Linked DNA regions of Mus musculus: region 1 is linked to region 2. Evidence: chromatin contacts called from public Hi-C data. All regions are on one chromosome and are shown on one strand. Each heading gives the region's core, a stretch centred on a gene start, on an enhancer-like site or on the middle of the called end of the contact. The rest is flanking DNA. Distances are from core to core; before and after follow the strand shown. Region 1 holds the start of Lmf2 (lipase maturation factor 2). Region 2 overlaps Brd1 (bromodomain containing 1).

Evidence for each region. Hi-C and Micro-C count contacts between places; a contact is called where the count stands out from the background.
Region 1: a contact with region 2 is called in a Hi-C map of embryonic stem cells, with 5 times the contacts expected there. The contact joins the promoter of Lmf2 here to the enhancer-like site in region 2. A contact is called at or near these places in 1 of 39 promoter capture datasets (pre-B cells), 1 of 484 Hi-C or Micro-C datasets (embryonic stem cells) and 4 of 115 datasets of contacts at active chromatin or transcription factors (bone marrow-derived macrophages and embryonic stem cells).

What each region holds. Positions count from the first base shown.
Region 1 is chr15:89,353,156-89,358,796 of GRCm38.p6, reverse strand. Lmf2 (lipase maturation factor 2) reads left to right here and starts at 3,138. Exons shown (of 14, transcript NM_178919.4): 1 at 3,138-3,441; 2 at 3,980-4,233; 3 at 4,342-4,370; 4 at 4,500-4,714; 5 at 4,790-4,968; 6 at 5,199-5,340; 7 at 5,453-5,587. The coding sequence starts at 3,348. It overlaps Ncaph2 (non-SMC condensin II complex, subunit H2), which reads right to left and starts at 3,078. Exons shown (of 20, transcript NM_001115132.2): 1 at 2,854-3,078. The coding sequence starts at 2,961.
Region 2 is chr15:88,704,876-88,710,635 of GRCm38.p6, reverse strand. It overlaps Brd1 (bromodomain containing 1), which reads left to right. Exons shown (of 13, transcript NM_001033274.3): 7 at 3,342-3,602. Among named protein-coding and RNA genes, the nearest start is that of Gm41377, 26 kb to the left of the region's middle. Within about 2 kb of position 1,620, at least 40 of the 459 cell types and tissues checked have an H3K27ac peak or open chromatin away from gene starts, as enhancers often do. A contact at or near this core is called in embryonic stem cells, where this site is marked.

The sequences.
Region 1 (5,641 bases), core at 1,889-4,388, 650 kb before region 2:
TCTAGGTAGGAAGCAATAATGACGTGGTTCCCACCCTGATATCCATCCTCCCTGGAGAGCAGACATTTTATCAAAGCATGAATTACTCTTTGCTTTGCTTGACATCTGTTTTCTTTTTTCTTTTAATTTTAAGTTGATTCTTGGCATATAATACTTAATAACAATGAACAAATAAAAGAAAGTAACACCATAAGGCATGTTAGAACACTGGTAACTAGATGGAAAACAAGAAGAACATATACAGCATCAGTGCCAGGACAGCAAAGCGTTAGGCGATGTGGCATAGTCTTCTTGTTATTTGATAATTGAAACAGGGCCTCCTATAGCTCAGGCTTCACATGGATTCTGGAGCCAAGAATGATCTTGAACTGATCCTCCTCCCTCCACCTACCAAGTGCTGAGATTAAAGACATCATGGGAACAGACCCGGGGGCAGGAAAGGAGCCTTATCTGAAGCAGAAGAGCTGACCAAGCCAGGAAACAAATTTAACAGTGTGCCCACAGATCCTTTTAAGAAAACCTGATTCCACAATATGACCTCTTAATACTGTTCTTGGCGCTTCTCAGCCAACTGTGCAGTGCAGGTTGATCATCAAGGGCCAGAGAGACGGCTCAGCGGGTAAGAGCGCTGACTGCTCTTCCAGAGGTCCTGAGTTCAAATCCCAGCAACCACAAGGTGGCTCACAACCATCCATCATGGGATCTGACGCCCTCTTCTGGGGTGTCTGAAGACAGCGACAGTGTACTTAGATATAATAAATAAATAAGTCTTTTAAAAAAAAATACATGTTCATTTAATAAGCATTTATCCTGCACCTACTGTGTCAGACATTCTACAAAGAATAAGAAAGCATATACGAATCTCTACCCTTCTAGAATTTATACTGTAGGGTAAAGACAGACCACAAACCAGCAAGCAAACAACTATGCAATGTTGAGGCCTGGTTATAACTTTTTTTTTCCTAAGATGTGTGTGTGCTTGCACTAATGTGTGTGCACCATGTGCTTGCAGGGGTTCATGGATCCAAAAATGGCCCTGGGACCTCTGGAAGTAGAGTTACAGGCCATTGTGAGCTACTTTTTTTTTTTTTTTTTTTTTTGGTTCTGAGAACTGAACCCAGGTCCTCTACGAGAGCAGCAAGTGCTCTTATCCAGTCATCTCTCTAGCCCTGATTTAAATTTTCTAAAAACAAAAAATGATGTAGGTGTTTTGCCTGTATCCATATCTGTGTACCACCTGTATGTTTGGTGCCAGTGGAGGCCTGATGAAGGCACTGGATCCCCAGGAACTGGGATTACAGACAGCTGCGATCTGTCCTGTGGGTGCTTAGAACTGAACCTGGGTCCTCTGAAAGAATAGTCAGTGCTCTGAATTGATGAGGCAGCTTTCCAGGTCCCTGCGCCCCCATCCCTGTCTCCAGTTTTAATTCTTCAGACTGGATGGTGTCCAATCTAAGAGCCTGGATGAGAAGGTTTTAAATATCTAGGTTTAATACACCTAGACCAGATATAGTGGGGAAGGAAGTATATTCTTGCAATATAACTGACACAATTCATTGGTAAACTTGGTGTGAGACATGAGGCCTTATCACATCTCTTAATTTTCACCTTTAGTTAAACAGTGAAACACTACCAAAATAGAGGACTAGAATTTGAACCACAACCCAAAAGCTCCACTTTAAATAACATCCAAGAGCTCGAGTAACATCCCAGCACATGCCAAGGGAGTGGCTAGAACAAACAAATCTGGGACAGCTCACAAGGAAGATCGGTATGGGTGTATCCCACCACATGGAGTTGAAAACTTGTATTTAAAAAAAAAAAAAATCACACAAGTAAGATTTTCTATTTTTAAGGGAAAGAAGACTCCACCCCAAGAAGCTCGACACTTAAGAAAGAAAACAGAAGCAGTCAAATAGAAATCCTAAGAGCACTGTTTCAAAAAGGAAGCTGTCAGACCGAGAAATCTCCCCAACAGGGCACTTCGAGCGTCTCTTTTATTTTTAAATACGAAGACCACTACAGTTCGAGTTGAGACCTGTAACTATTCAGTAGTGGGATCCGATTGTGTTGAGCCAAAGTGTGAACGTGCAGAAACGGAGCAGACAGTGACTGAATAGACCTGAACTTAAAAAAAAACAAAACGGAGGAATGGAATGCTGATAGGCTAGATTACGGCGAGGGGCTGGGCCACCAACAGGATGGGGGAGGGGGCGGATCCTTCTGGACAAAACTGGTTCAAATTAAGAGCCTGGGGTATGGGTGCGTCGCACTGCGGGAAGATCGTGTGGGCGGGGCTTGAGGTCTAAGATACAAAATCCCTTTTCCTTCGGGAACCAGATCTCTCTCCATTACTGTAAGAGTCCTGGTATGGTAGGGTTGATTGGTAGTTGCAAATAATCGGGAGACTGGGACAGAAGACTTCGGGTTTAAGACCTGCCTTGGCGCCTGGCTCAAGAAGAAAAACAGGTTCCAAAAAAAAGCTCGGTGGTAGAGTGCCTGCCAAACCTGTCCAAAGCCCCAGGTTAAATCCGCCCCCAAAAGGGGAAAACAAAAAGTTTGCTTCTTAATGTATTGTATTCCCCCAAAGAAAACGGAAATAATGTACTTGTTGGAGAAAAATGATTATCATCCAACCAAATCGACTTCACAGCTCGCTAACCGACAGAGGCCTGAAAAGGACAGCTCCGGGAGAATCTAGCTGAAAGTTTCGAGAGGCAGGCTGGATTTTGAAGGGGGGTGAGGAAAGAAACAAGACTGCGGATGACACACCAGACGGCTACAGACCCGGAGGCGGGGGGTGGCAATGCAGCCTGAGCGCCCAGGCCGATGCCATTCCCCCGCCGCCCTCACCTCCTCCAGATACTCGCCCAGCTGTGCCGCCACGTCCACCTCCCAGTTCTTAGTGAGATCCCGGATGGGCTGCAAGAGGTGAGCAAAGCGCACCTCCACATCCTCCATGTCTAGAACGGGACTAGAAGCCCGGAACCATGGCTCAACCCGCTACTGGTTCTGGCGCCATTTTGGTGCTCCCGCCCCGGAAGTACGTAGCCAGGGCACTGCGCGCACACGTATGACGTCAGGCGGGCCCAGTTTCGAAGAAGTAAAGAAGCGGGCCCGACGGGGGCGGGGCCTACACCGGGGGCGGGGCTCCGTGTCTAGGGGGGGGGCCTGGAGGAGCGGAGGAGACTAAGTTTCTAGGTGGTTAGCGGTGAGTTCTTTGGCACTGGGTGGAGCTCAGTGACCCGACCGGACTGACGGATTCCGGCTGCGGCGTGGGCCAGAGGCCGGGCTGGGGGCAGCTAGGAGACTAGAGGGCACTACTTCGGCAAGACCGCGTAGCGGACATGGCGAGCTCCCGGGTCCCACAGCAGCTTTTCCTACAGGGTGTGGCCGCTGTCTACTTGTTCGCCTTTGCGTCCCTCTACACCCAGATCCCAGGTGAGGGCGCGGAGGGGTTGAATCGTCACACGTGGACGTGGTAGCATCCCTTCCTTCACTGCCCTCTGAGGCGGGTGTAAAGTCCAGGCCTCTCTCTGCGCGGGATTAAGGGGTGGTAGTTTGCGGGCAACAAAAGTGGAGGAAAAAGAAGCACAAGGGTCGATTTCCCTTAACTATTAGTAGTCTCATCTAGGCTTAGGGAAAAACCCCGAGGGGAGTGGGTGGCAGATTTCTACCTGGACTCTGTGGGCAGGTAAGAGAGGGATGCGCTCTAATTGACAGAAGGTGCTGACCCAGAATCAGGTCTTCTGAACCTGGTGTTGGGGGTCAACAATTTCCAACGTGAGAGAGAGAGACCATCTGGTAGACAGAGCAAGCCCTGCCTGGGATGGGAACATCTGCAAGCACAACCTGGAGTTGGGGGTTTGGGACATCTGCATGCCAGGAGCTGGTGGTGGAGCATCTCCGGGGCCTAAGTTCATGTGCATGTTAGACTGGGAAGATGTCTAAGACTTGGCCCTGACATACCCTCCCACAGGCCTCTATGGCCCAGAGGGCATCCTTCCTGCTCGAAGAACACTGCGGCCCCAAGGCAAGGGCCTGTGGCAGCAGCTGTGGGAAACACCAACGCTGCTGTGGGAGGCACCAAGACTGGGGCTGGATACTGCCCAAGGTCTGGATTTACTGACCTTATTGGGCACCGTGCTAGCCCTGGGCGCCCTGCTCCTGAACTCTCTGAGACACCCCTTCGTCTACCTGCTGCTCTGGGTTGCATACCGATCAGCCTACCAGGCAAGTGAGACACTTAAAACTTCAGCCTTCATCTAACCCACCCTCTCTCTCTGCCTCACCTGATGCAGCAGACACACAGTGGCTCCCTGACCACTTCTCTCCCTACAGGTGGGCCAAGTGTTCCTTTATTTCCAGTGGTGAGTGATTCCGGGGGCCCAATCTGCCTGAGGCCACTGGGCAGGGTTGTTTGCCTCTCCTGGGAGGACCCTGGGAGGTTCCTATTAAGCAACCTAAATAGGAAATTTAGGATATTTCCCTCCCTATAGGGATTCCCTGCTGCTGGAGACTGGCTTCCTAGCTATACTGGTAGCCCCGCTGAGGGGGCCTTCCAAACACAAGATTCTCCAGGGTAGATTAGCAGGAGCCTTACCCCATGAAGACCTCCCATTCTGGCTCGTGCGCTGGCTGCTGTTTCGACTCATGTTCGCCTCTGGTGTGGTCAAGTTGACCAGCCGCTGCCCTACGTGGTGGGGACTCACTGGTGAGGGCCCGGGGCCTGAAGCTGGGATGGTCTAGAGGCTCTTAACCAGCCCTGACCTCCACTCGCTTCCTGCAGCTCTGACCTACCACTATGAGACTCAGTGCCTGCCCACACCCGCTGCCTGGTTTGCTCACCATCTGCCGGTCTGGCTACACAAGCTCAGCGTGGTAGCCACCTTCCTCATCGAGATCGCAGTGCCACCCCTGTTCTTTGCTCCTATTCGCCGCCTACGACTTACTGCCTTCTACGCTCAGGTAGGTAGAAGAGAGTGTGGCCTTTACCACTGGCTGGTGAGGCTTGCTGGGGCGGGAGTGGTCGGGTGATGGGTGCTGTGGGGGGAAGCATCGCAGGCAGAAGGATGTGTTAGCCAGTCTAGGTGTATACTGTCACGTGAGGCTGTGGCCTTTGGGAAAGTGTCGTCTTTAGGTCTGCGGGAGCCCAAGAGCATCCTCTCCATAGCTCTGACTGCATGTCTTCCTCTCAGGCATTATTGCAAGTCCTGATTATCATCACTGGCAACTACAATTTCTTCAACCTGCTAACCCTGGTGCTCACCACTGCCCTCCTGGATGACCGTCACCTGTCTGCTGAGCCTGGCCTCAGATGCCACAAGAAGATGCCCACCTGTGAGTGTCAGTCATCCCATCACGACAACCAAACCCATGTCATCCGCCAAAGAGCCCCTGTCCCTTGGCTGCAGACCCTTAGCCAATCTGTGACTGTCTGTCCAACCCATAGCCTGGCCTAAAGCCCTGCTGACCGCGCTGTCCTTACTGCTGGAACTGACTGTCTATGGGCTGCTGGCCTACGGCACTGTCTACTACTTTGGCCTGGAGGTTGACTGGCAACAGCACATCATCCTCTCGAAAACCAGTAAGTGCCAACATGGGGACCTAAGGGAAAGGGCTGGCTCAGTCCCTGATCACA
Region 2 (5,760 bases), core at 371-2,870:
CAGGCATGGTGCAGGAGGAGCTGAGAGTTCTACATCTTCATCTGAAGGCTGCTAGCAGAATATTGGCTCCCAAGCAGCTAGGAGCCCACACCCACAAGGCCATACCTCCCAAAAGTGCCACTCCCTGAGCTGAACATATAATATACAACCATTACATTCCACCCCCTGGCCCTCATAGGCTTGTCCAAACATAAGCCTATGGGAGCCATACCTACACATAGCATAATGCAAAATACATTTAGTCCGACTTCAAAAGCCCCCATAGTCTATGGCAGTCTCAACAATAATCGTCCAATAACTTAACTGTAATCCCCAAAGCAAGACAGGAAGCCAGCTGGGCTCTGCATCTCCATGTCTGATGTCTTCAGATCTTCTATTCCTTTTTCATCTTTGTTGACTGCAACAAACTTCTTTCTCCTGGGCTGGTTCTACTCCCTGGTAGCATAGCAGCTTTCCTTAGCAGATAGTCCAACTACCACTCTGGTATCTCCAAGGCAGCTTCTTGTTTTAATGTCTGGGCCTCCTCTCCAAGGTGACGTCACTTCCCCAGCTCTGCCCTCGGTAGCTCTAAGCTCAGGTTGATCCCTCCACTGCCGCTGCTGCTCTTGGTGGCCATCATCTCCAATACACTGGGGGCTTCCGCTGCAACTAGAGCCTCTCTAGGCTCTCTTCATGGTGCCAAGCCTCAACTCCTTTGCATGGCCCCTTCAGTCCTGGGCCATCATCTGCAACCGAGGCTGCACTTTGATCAGTGATCTTCCGCCTCAGCTGCTCTTCATGGCCCCTTCATGCCTCAAGGCCAGTGCCACCTGGGGGACCATTGCAGTCACCCAGCATAGCTGCAGCATGAGGTGCAACCTTGGCTGTCTCTGGAACACAGCTTCTTGGTGCTCAGAAAACACTTCCAGTGATGCTGGTTGTCGTCATGATTTATTTATTATATGAGTACACAGTTCTCTTCAGACACACCAGAAAGAGGGTATTGGGCCCCTGTTACAGATGGTCGTGAGCCACCATGTGGTTGCTGGGAATTGAACTCAGGACCTCTGGAAGAGCAGTCAGTGCTCTTAACCACAGAGCCATCTCTCCAGCCCTGCCGGTCTCTTAATCACTGCTAATGCCTTAGCTCCCGCTAACCAGCATCAGCTGTCCCAGGAGTCTTTCTCCTCGTGATTATAAAGCCAGAGACACATGGCCGAAGCTGCTTGCTGGAGCTGGAACATGGCCCCTAGTTCTATTGCGTCATCACTAGCTTCCAGCTTTCGCGCTCCTTCAAGGCCTAAGTTTGTCACGTGGGGATCTTGCTCAGAACTCTGAGATATGCAAGCCTGACTCCTGGGATTAGAGGTGTGTACCAGCACGCCCGGAATTAAGCTTTTCTTCACCTACAACTTGATCTGTCCTTGAAAGTAGAGATCTGCCTGCCTTTGCCTCCAGGAATTAAAAAGCTTGTTCTGCCCAGTATAGACCAAAACTTAACTGGGTGGGATCTTGCCCCAAGGTCACTAGTCCCTTAATTCAAACTAATGTCCTTGAACACATTCAGCTCCATTCACTTCCAGTATTCCTTTCTAACCTTGCAATGCTTATTCACATGCTCTTCCTGAGAACAAAGTCTACGATGGGCCTTTCTAAGGCTTCCTTTGTCATTGTAATTAACCTGAGCCTCCTTAGCCTCAGGCAGACTCTTCAGCCAAGGGCAAAAATAGCTACTTCTTCACCAAACTACAAAAACAAGGCTCTAGACCACATAACTGAAATTCCTCACTGAAACCTCTTGTGCTGGGTCTACACAGTTCCGATTACTCACAGCAACAAAGTGTTCCATAGTCCAGCTAGGATAGACCATGAAGCCCCACTTGAAACATTCTGTGGCCTTCCAAATCCCAAGTTCCCCAACCTACATTCTTATAAGCAAAAACACGGTCAGGCCTATTACCGCAATATCTCAGTCCCTGGTGCCACCTGTCTTAGAGTTTTTCTGCTGTGAGCAGACACCATGACCAAGGCAAGTCTTCTAAGGACAACATTTAATTGGGGCTGGCTTACAGGTTCCGAAGTTCAGTCCATTATCAAGGTGGAAACATGGCAGCATCCAGACAGGCATGGTACAGGAGGAGCTAAGAGTTCTACGTCTTCTGAAGGCTGCTAGCAGAGTACTGACTCCCAGGCAGCTAGGAGCCCACCCATGAGGCCACACCTACTCCAACAGGGCTACACCTCCTAGCATTGCCGCTCCCTAAGCAGAGCATATACAAACCGCAATACTGGCCCTGTTGAAAGAGAAGCCAACCAGCAGAGCCTGCAGGTCTAGCACTCAGGTTGAGGAGGGAGGATTACAAGTTTGAGGCCAGCCTGGACTCAGCAAGCACAAAACAGAAGAAAGGAGGCTTGAGAAGTTGAGTGGTGGTTTTTGTTGCGGTGACTGTAAGCCAGTTGGACAGTGTTTGTCGTGTCCCACTGCTAAGTTAGTGCTGTTTAGACAGGGCGCTAATGAGTCTCCTAGGCCAGCTACCAGGTCTGGGCAGGGCTCATTTATGGTAGGTGTCTCTGTTGGCCCTGCTGTTCCTTTGGTTTTATCTTCGCATAGATTAAATAATTTTTTGGCTATTTCACTAATTTAAGTCCTGCAGTCAATGTTCCTAGAGTCTGGGGAGACCTGCGGACTCTGCAGCCTAGTTTCCTTTTGGTCATGATGTATGTGCAAGAACTTGAGCTAGGATGATGTTCACAATGTATAAACAGTCCATGTGAACATATTTACACACACGCAGCGTCTGTCAGTAGTCCATCTTGCGTCTATGTTGGTGCACTCAGACATGTCTGGTGGTCTTTGTGCCTCTCACTTTTTACAGAGCAGGACTGAGTTGGGTCTTAGTCCAGGAAAAGCCATGTGTGTTACCCACATCTCCTCTGCTACGGCCACACTAGTCCTTTGTGTACTACTGACTGAAGGAGTGTCTTGTCTCTTTTTTTCCCTCTTTGTGACAACAGCCTTGTCATAGGTTCAGAATCAGGGTAGAGAGGAGTATGTATGGCACCAAATGGTGAAATTGGAACACTTGGGAGGCAGGGGCAGGCAGATCTCTGAGTTCAAGGTCAGCCTGTTACAGAATGAGTTGCAGGACAGCCTGGGTTACCCAGAGAAACACTGTCTCAAAAACAAACAAATAAAACAAAACAAACCCAAGAAGCTAAATAAACAAACAAAGATTAAATGAATTTGAAGCCTGCGCTTTGGCCGTGGGCAGGCCCAGGCACATAGTTAAGACAGATGTGTTGTTATCAGAGGCGGCCATGAATCCGAATCCTGTGGCTAATGATACGTGTTTTTGGTTCAGTGGACAGGTTGCTGGACCCAGCCAACAGGGCCCACATGAGCTTGGAGGAGCAGCTGAGAGAACTTCTGGACAAGTTGGACCTGACCTGCTCCATGAAGTCCAGCGGCTCACGGAGTAAACGGGCAAAGCTGCTTAAAAAAGAGATTGCTCTTCTCCGAAACAAGCTGAGCCAGCAGCACAGCCAGGCTCCGCCCACAGGGGCAGGCACGGGAGGCTTTGAAGATGAGGCTGCTCCACTGGCCCCGGACACAGCGGAGGAAGGTAAGCATGGGGTAGGAGGGCCATACCTCACGGGCTCGGGGCTCTCTTGACAGGCTTAAATGATGCTCTGTAGTAATGATGAGCTTGTACATTTTGAAGGTCACGGAACTCTTGGTTACTGGATATTCCTGCTAGGCTTTTTTTGATGCTCTTTGAAAGGATGTTTTGGTGTGTTCTGTCTGCTGTATTTTGGCACTTAGTTTACAAGCTTAAAGGAACAGAATGAGATTTTCTTTTAACTCGAGCTTGAAAGACTTAGAAGGAATAGTTTAGATCCAATACAGTGTTGAAGGTGGCTTCTATGGTGGGAATGGCAATAACTTAGTTGTATTTTGTTAATTGAGGCAGAGTATTATGTGAGTAGACACCCTAGAATTGTTTTTACCTTGTCTACGTAGGTCAGAGGACAGCTAGTTGGAGTTGGTTTTCCTGGCATCTTAGCACGCTTGGGGATCAAGCGCAGGTGGTTAGGCCTTGTAAGCACCTCTGCCCTTAGCTAAGCCCTCCTGCGGCTGGAGTTAGGAAAGGAGGACTGGCTAGAGAACAGCCCAGCCTTGGGCTGGGCATGGTGGGAGGAGTCTGACGTGCACAGACCTGTTCCCAGACTCTCCCTCCACCTCAGGCCTTTCCTGTGGCTCACCTTCAGTGGACACTGTCTTATTCTGGCAGCGTGAGTGACTTCTGGGGAAAGAGCTGGATAGCTGAGATGTTAGGGTGGAGAGGAAGGAAGGGAGGAAGTACAGAAGAGGCTGTCTGCCCCGTGCGATCCACGAGATGAGCAGGTCATTGTGTGGAGGGAGGGAGGCTTCTGTGTGTGGTGCATCTAACTGGCATGTTTGATGGTACAAGCACCCTTTAGTCCACTTGTCTTGACATCACCACATTTCAACTCCATGAAATGGAAAGAAAAATAAGACCTACTTCTTCTGCCACTGCTATTAGCAGCTTGACTTAGGATCTCCCTGTGCATTTTTTTTTTCTGCCCCATCCAAATAAGAAAAACATTAACACAAGACCATTGTCACCATAGTTTGCATTTTTTTGATCTGTATGGCTGCCTGTCTTAGTAGATGTGACTTTGCCCTATTCCTCAGAGTGACATGGTTTCAGTATGTTTATGCCATGTTAAATTTAGTCTTATAATTTTAACAGTTGGTGACAATCTTCTAACCCACTTTCCCCTTCTCTGGTTGCTTCTTTTATATGGTTATGCTAGGCAACCAGCAGAAGCTAGGGCCAACACCAGAGTTCTCCTGGCCTTACATCCTTCTAGTGTGTTCACTTGTAAACTCACAAACACCCTTGGCCTTGCCATTAGGTAACAAGTTTGATTGGTCCACACAGTAAAGGTTTTATTCCTCAGTGTGTGACACGTTTTCTCCTCATTTTCTAAAAGCCTAATGACCTGCACATGGCAATTTTCTGCCTCTGTTGGGGCCTCTATGCTTTCTTTAAGGAACATTGCTCATGGGACCTTTGACAAACAGATGCATCCAGGATACAGTTATTGTTTGCATTCTGTGGTGAGGCCCATATAGTGCCATTGCCTGGTTCTCATGGCAGCCCTTCTCAGGCTCCTCTTGTCACTGCTTGAACTGGCCCAGTAGGACCCTTGGTCCAGCCACTTAGTGAGTGACCTGTACACTTTGTCCTAAAGAGTCAGCTGGGGAGAAGGGTTAGGCAGGACCGCTCACTGACATTGCAGTAGCTTTACAGGATTGAGGGTCTGTCCACCTTTTGTATCTAAATTGGAGGAAGAGCAGTGCTATTGGAAGACTGGATCTGGTGCGTTGCACTGCTGCGGCCACTTCACAGGAAGCACATTGGTGCTACCCGAGACCCGGGCCTAACATTGCTGCTGGCCAGTGTTTAAGATGCAGGAAAGGGGCACTTTGCTTTTAGCTGAGAAGAAAGATGAGTGGAGAAGGAAAGAGCCTGACAGTTTGTTCTGAGGCAGAGCTGTGAGGGTGGAATTTAGGGCCTCTTAAAGAGACTGAGTTCCAGACAGGCAACAGGGGAGCACTTCAGTTCTGGTGAACAGCAGACACAGAACTGTGAAATTGCTATATGCATGTTGGGACAGAACCCTGAACTCAAGACATTACGTAGTAATTCAGCATATTCTTCCCAAAGAGGATGTTTTGGTTGGATGCAGTCA